Linked DNA regions of Anas platyrhynchos: region 2 is linked to region 1. The links are chromatin contacts, called in public Hi-C maps. All regions are on one chromosome and are shown on one strand. Each heading gives the region's core, a stretch centred on a gene start, on an enhancer-like site or on the middle of the called end of the contact. The rest is flanking DNA. Distances are from core to core; before and after follow the strand shown.

The links. Hi-C and Micro-C count contacts between places; a contact is called where the count stands out from the background.
Region 2: a Hi-C map of liver shows a contact between it and region 1, with 2.2 times the contacts expected there. The contact joins the promoter of TCF3 here to the enhancer-like site in region 1. A contact is called at or near these places in 4 of 8 Hi-C or Micro-C datasets (liver, skeletal muscle, small yellow follicle and 1 more).

The regions. Positions count from the first base shown.
Region 1 is chr29:4,584,775-4,588,212 of IASCAAS_PekinDuck_T2T, reverse strand. It overlaps TCF3 (transcription factor 3), which reads left to right. Exons shown (of 20, transcript XM_038169034.2): 18 at 924-1,162. Among named protein-coding and RNA genes, the nearest start is that of UQCR11, 13 kb to the right of the region's middle. Within about 2 kb of position 1,637, at least 1 of the 8 cell types and tissues checked has an H3K27ac peak or open chromatin away from gene starts, as enhancers often do.
Region 2 is chr29:4,647,182-4,650,619 of IASCAAS_PekinDuck_T2T, reverse strand. It overlaps TCF3 (transcription factor 3), which reads left to right and starts at 1,744. Exons shown (of 20, transcript XM_038169034.2): 1 at 1,744-2,043.

The DNA of each region.
Region 1 (3,438 bases), core at 388-2,887:
ACTCCGTTACCCGTCTGAAGGCATTCGGGCTGGGGCACGGCCACGGTGACCCCCGGGTGCTTGGCTCGGCCCGGTGAGGCCGGGGGTCGTCCCGTGGTGTGGATCCACCAGCCCCTACCCACCACGGGAGCCCTGCCCGTCCTCGCAGGTGCGTGGCGTGGGCCGTGCCGTGCTGGGGAAGGCTCTCAGCCTCCTGGCCTCCCTGCCCTGCTGCCCCCATCCCCACGGCCGGAGGCTTTGTGCCTTGTCCGCGCAAGCTGCGCCCGCCTGGGTGCTCGCTGGGGGCATCGTGGCTGTGCTGAGGCAGGAAGGGGCGCTCAGCATCCCTGGCTGGAGGCTGGGGGGGGTTTTCAGCCTCCTCCCTGCTACAGTTCGGCTCTGCTGTCTGCCTCGGGGCTCCTGAACCCCCGTTGCATCCAGCCAGACACGTGGCAGCGGATCAGGTGGAGTCCTTCCAGCGTGCTGGCTTGTCCGCAGCCTCGCCATCGGCTCGGGGACCTCGGCAGGGCGATGCTGCCCAGAGGGGCAGTGCCGGCCCCGCTCCTGCCAGACAGCGGCCACCTCCTGCCCCAGAGGCAGGTGCTGCCCGTCCCTGAAATTGTAGCTGGGGACACCAGTGTCAGCCCTGAATGCCTTCTCCGGGCCACCGCACGACCTCCCAGCGACAAACTCAGGCCTTAATCGCATTGTTGTGGTTTCTTTATTTGCTTTGTATTTAAAAAAAAAAATGCGGGGGGGAGGGGATGGAAGAAGAAGAGTCTTAATTGCTTCTCTCCAAAGTCACCGCATGTCCCCGTGTCCCAGCGGGGGCACGCGGGGCGCAGCGTCTCGGTGCCCGATGTGTGTTTCTTTTCTGTGAGTTGACCAGTGCTGAGAGTGCACGCGAGGAATGTCCCTGTCTCGTTCTTATTTTAAACCATTAGTCAAGATGAGGATGAGGAGGACGATCTTCTTCCCCCAGAGCAAAAAGCCGAGAGAGAGAGAGAAAGGAGGGTCGCCAATAATGCCCGTGAGCGCCTGCGGGTCCGTGACATCAACGAGGCCTTTAAAGAGCTCGGACGCATGTGCCAACTCCACCTAAACAGCGAAAAACCGCAGACCAAACTGCTAATCCTACACCAGGCCGTATCAGTCATACTGAACCTGGAGCAACAAGTTAGAGGTCAGTGAGGGTCCCGGAGTGGTGATATTTTACGTATCTGATCGGCACGGGGCTGTCTGTCTGTCTGTCTCCTGTGACATGTGCTGTGGTGCCTTGCACTCTCTCTCTGCCCTGTGGCCTTGGATTCCCAAGGCTGTTGATGTCCTTTTTTTTTTTCTTTTTTTTGTCCTTTTTTTTTTTTTTAATTTTTTTGCAACCCTGCTGTTCTCTCTTTTGTTCCCCCCTGCCATCGCGTGTGCTGCATGCTGGTCCCCGAGGGGGAACCTGCGCCCGCCAGCCCCGGCGGCTGTCCCCGCTTTCCTGCAGCCAGCCGCTTTGCTCAGCTGCTTGGCCAGCAAAAAAAAAAACACCCAAGCAAACAAACAGCAAATCTTTGAGAGGACCTGAAACCTCTCCAAGGGCAGCTCCGAGCCCAGTGCCCGTCCCTCCCCATGGCTGCTCAGGAGGTGCCTCCTTCCTCCCCGGCACAGCGCTGGGGAGCGCAGGCGCCATGTGAGGGGTTGGCACGGCTGAGCCCAGGACCGGGCAGCCCTCGCTGCCTCTCAGAACCGCTGTCCCTCACAAGCCAGGAGCTCTGCGTGTCCATAGCAGGGCCCGGAGCCAGCAGCGGCCACGTGCGGGCTCTCCCCCTCGCCGGGGCAGGCTCGCTCCTTCCCCACGCGTGTGTGCCCGGAGGGGAGGCGCAGGGCTCGCAGGGCTCAGCTTCCCGCTCCAGAGACTTTGCTGCTTTGTTCCCGCAACCCGCAGTGCATGCTCCTGCCTCGCAGAGCCGGGCAGGTTAACCCCCTTTCTCTCTGCAGAGGCTGTTGTAACACGAATCCGTGGTTTGTGCCTGGCTGTGCTCCTCTCTGCTGGCCTCTGCTGTTGCATTGATGTTGGAGTCCTTTGTGCCTCTCTTCAGTTTGTAATTTTTTGCCTTTCATAACGTATATTTTTTCCTGTCTCTTTTTTAATTTCCCCTTCCTTTTTATTTTTTTTTTATTTCGAGTTTTTTTTTTTTTTGGTTCTGTTCTTTCCGATCTCCTACAGACAGTCCCCAGCCGTGACCTCTCGGTGGTCCCACTCTCTACCTTGTACTTGCTGCTTGCGGATGGAGACAGGAGCCGAGGGGTGGCGTGGGGCCGGGTTAGACAGAGTTGGCACCGTGGTCACTTTGGTCTCCCACGCTTGTCCCTTTTTAAACCCTTCTTGGACGCAGCTGGGGAAGCAAGCGAAGCCCCGTGTGCTGCTGTCGGCAGACTTTAGAGCAGGCAGCTAGGGTCTCACTTCTCCAGCGGTTTTGGTCTCCGGGCTGCTCTGCAGGAGAGAAGCCGACCCCACATCCCCTCCTGCGGGGCTGCAGTGGGGCCATGGGGCCCCCGTGTGCCCAGCCACAAAGCTGGGGTCTTTGTGCCGCGATCAGCGGCTAACAGGGCAGGAAGGGGAAGGAGATCAGGGAGGTGTTACAGGAGCCAGGCAGGCAGGTGCCACAAATTGGCTGAGGAGCCGCACATCCTTACAGCCCCGAGGACACCGCACGGCCCCACAAACCAGCAGCACTTGCTGCTGGCAGGGACAGGGCTCCATCCCGCTCGGTTGCAGTGTGCAAGGCACTGAGGAGCTGCAGCACTGCCAGGAGCCACAGCCACCAGCGTTAGCTGGGAGGAACGAGCCCTGTCACTGCCAGGCTCCACTCCCCAGCTGCAGCATCCCCAGGCGCTGAAGAGAGGCAGGGACAGCGGCAGCCCCCAGCCCCATGCAGGCAAGAGCTCATCCGGGGAGCCCTCGCTTCCCCTCCACGTGGTCAGGCACAGCCTGGGGGCTCTCCAGACCCCCGAGCAGACCCAGGAAGGCTCTGCCTCTGCCACCCACCTTAGGTGGGGGCTTGTCCCCGCGTAGCTCCCCTGGAGCCGAAGGCCGTGGTCTGCCCTGGTGTGAGGGCTCACCCGAGGAAGGTGTCTTTCCTGCAAGAATTTTTGCTCTGGGGGAGAAGGTCGTCTGTACAGCAAATTGGGGGCTCGGAGGGGACGGGCTGCGGGCGAGGCCATGGTTGAAGATGCTGCCAGCACGGTGCTGCCTTCCCCACCCACCGGCCTGTTTGGGGCACCCCCAGGATGCCACCAGCGGTGGAAGCTCTCCTGAGCTCCCAACCCTGCCTGGAAAATAAAATTCCCCCCTTCCAGGCTGATTTTGGGGCTGGATTTTGGCCCCGTGGAAAGACCTTGGTTCAGTGTCTGCATCCGACACTGACTTCCAGCAGCAGCCGGGGGCACTCGGCTCCCACCCCGGTGCTGCCC
Region 2 (3,438 bases), core at 495-2,994, 62 kb before region 1:
ACACGCTTTTTGTCATGCCCCTGCCACCAGGAGCCTGGTGCCACACTCACACCCACCTAAGCACCCGCTGCCATCACCAGCCCACCCCCAAATCCACTCAGGTTCCCCCTTTTTCTTTCTATTTTCAGCCCATGCAAAGACACCCAGCAGTGAGCAGGGCTTGGGGAAGGGAAATCTTCAAAGCTGATCATGGTGTGGGGTGTCCCGGGGAAGGGAAATCCCACAGGACCCCTGTCGCTGCCCGTGGGGCTTTGCACAGCCCTCGGTGGCAGGGCACCCGGGCTCTGAGCTTTAATTGCGATTGTTGACAGGGAAATTATGGCCACACAGGCAAAATTAGAATATAATCGCATTAGGGAAATGTTTAATCTCTTCCTTGTCATCCCGAAGAGCGGAAGGCGGAGGGGGAGCGGGCGAGGGGCGACGCTTCACAGCAAGGGGAGAGTGACCGCTCTGGGGGGGGACAGGGGGGTGACAGCACCCCGAGGGGGGGGCCACCAGGCAGGGACAAAACACGGGAGGAAAGGCAAGGGGCACTGCACGAGGCTGCTCCACTGTTCCTTTAGCACCGGGAGCATGAAGCATGGGCCAGGGGGTGACATCTCTGCACCCCAGTCAGGGCTCAGCCCCGCTCCCAGCAGTGGTTTTATGTCACCCCCAGCCCCTCGGTGCCCCCGGGAAGGCTCCCGGCCGGGGCACAGCAGTGCCGAGGCTGCAGGGAACCCGAGCCAGCCATGGCAGGGTGACCGGGGCTCGATGAAGGGATGGGGCTGAAGGCAGAGGGGCGAGGATGCTTCCAGTATTGTTTGGTCTCCAGGCACGGGAGGCATTTGGGGTGTCACAGGTGCTATGGAGAGGGGGAGAGGGGACATTTCTGCTGCCACCTGCATCCCCCATGGGGTCCTGTGTCCTCCCTCCCCACCCCTTGCTCCCTTTGCCCCCCGACGGGCACCGCTCCGCTGCTCAGCACCCCAGCAGCCAGCGGGTACAAGCCCAGGGAGGGCATCCAGAGAGGAGGGGAGAAAACCCCAAATCCTCCACAGAATTGGGGCATCTCCCCCCCAGCCCCGCTCGGCGTCTGCTCTGGGAGCGCAGCGATCCAGCGCCACCCCTAACCCCCGGTTAATAACCGAATAATTATAAAGCAGCAACTTTATTCGACTCGCTAACCCCCTGCCCACCCAACACCAGTGCCCGCCGGGCCGCCCCCGCCCCCGCCCCCGGCCGGGCTCTTTTCTGCCCGCCCGCCCCGTCGGGGGCCCCGCGGCCGCCGGGGGAGCTGCGGGCGGCGACGCGAAACAACGCCCGCCCCCTGCCCGCGCAGAGCCCCGCCTCCCCGCTTGGTGGGCGGGCCCCGCGGCAGGGCGCGTTCCGATTGGCCACGCCTCCCGCCACTCGCGCTGCGCCCCCTTTCCATTGGGCAGCGCCGCGCGGCCTTATCAGTGTTCATCTCACCCAATCCTCGTCTGTATCCCTCCGCCACAAAACATAGTCCCCCTCTCCTCACGGCGGCCCTCCCCCCCCACACCCCCCACACCCCTCCCGCCGCGCTCCCCCCTTCTCCCCCTTTTCCCCCCCACGCTGCTTTCATCTCTGCCCTCTCCTCGCTGCGGCGGGGGGGAGATACGGAGAGGAGAGGCGGCGGAGGGATACAGCGAGGGGAGGCGCCTGAGGTGGAGTGGGCGTGGCCTAACGGGGGAGGGGGGGGGGGGGGGAGGCGGCGGCGCTGGGGCCCGGCCAAACCCCGGGGGCGGGGGCGCGGGGCGCACGCGCCGCCCGGGCCGGAGCCAGGCGCTGCCGCTTCGCTGCGCCGTGCCCGCCGGCGGCGCCAGAACAATAGGGGCCGGGGCCGGGGCCGGGGCCGGGGCCGCCCGCCGGCACAGGGCGCCGCGGCCGCTTCCAAGGCCGGGCCGGGGCCGCAGCCACCGCCTGGGTGCCCGCGGGAGCTTCATGCGCTGCCCTTCTCCTCCTGCCCCCCCCCCCCTCTCCCCGCCCGCCGCCCCTCCGCGCACGCACCGGGGGCGCGGTTGTGCCCCGGAACAGGTAAAAAAAAAATAATAAAAAAACAGAAAAAAAAAAAACTTAAGGAGGGGGGGGGGGAACGGTATGGGGGGGGGGGGCAGACCTCGAGCAGCCGCGGGCGGGGCGGGACCCCCGGGGGGGGGCTGGGAACTGAGGTGGGGGGGGGGGGGCTCGGGGGGGTCCGTGCCCGGCGCCCCCCGGCCCGGCTCTTTTGTCCCCGGCGCTCCGCGAAGTTTGCAGGGGGGGATGGGGGGGGGGCTGCAGGCACCGGGACCCCCCCCCCTCCTCACCCCCTTTCCACGCTGCGGGGGGGGGTCCGGCTCTTTATGGGGGGGGGGGCCCGTTCCCTCGCCCCGCTCCCGGTGGCTGCGAAGTTGGGGCCGGGCCCCCCCGGGGGGGTTTTGGTGGGGGGGGGTCTCTGTTCCTCCCCCCCCCCATGGCTGTGAAAGTTTCGAGGGGGGGCACAAGGAGGGGGCGGCCCGCTCTGAGCCCCCCCCCCTTAGCGTGAGGCCGGTGGGGGGGGGGGCTAAAAGGAGGGGGGGGCCGCTCGGCCTCCACCCCGGCCCGGGGGGGGCTGCACGGTTTGGGGGTGGGGGGGGGGGGCACGAAGGGGTCCGGGTGGCGGTGGGGCCGCTTGGGCTCGTCCCGGGGCGATGCGAGGGGGTTTGGGGGGGGCAGAGGCTGCTTCAAACGCCCCCCCCCCCGGCCACGCCGAGCGGTGGCTGCAGGGGCCCGGCCCGGCCGGGAGGGGGGCACGGAGCCGGCCGGGCCTTGGCAGCCTTTGTCCTGCCCGGGGGGGGCCCGGGGGGAGCGGGGAAGCAGCCTCGGACCCCCCCCGGGGACCCCCCCACCAGTCCCACGGGGTCAGCCCGGCCCCGGCCTTTGTGCGGATGGAGGACGGGGCCCGGCGGCCCTTTTAACTTTTAAGTTAAAAACAGAGTTTTGTTTTGCTTTTTTTTCCTTTTTTTTTTATAAAAAGACGTGAAAATAGTTATTTTTTTCAAAAAGGCCCTGGCTGAACCCTGCACTGCGAGTTGTTAAAGTTGTCCCGGGGCGAGTGTTGCCTTGGGGGGCTTCGTGTGCTGGAAATGGGGGGGGTCCCAAGGTGCTGCCCCCCCCCCCCCCCCCCCCAGCACCCAAGGGACCCCCAGAAGGGGGCTCCCTGCCCGCCCCCCCCCCCCCGTCACGGCCGGGAGCAGGGCTGTGGGTGGGTGAAGGCGCTTTAAAAATAATGTCCAGATGCACTGGTGACACTTAAACTCCTTTTTTAAAACAAAAAGTAAAATAAAAAATCCCCGGGCTGTTTTTCCGTGCTGGGCAGATTTCGGTATATTTTGTATTTTAAAACTTTATTGAAATGTGGTGGCTGAGCCGGCACAGCTTACAAACAGTTTGGATCACATGCAGTTGTCTTCT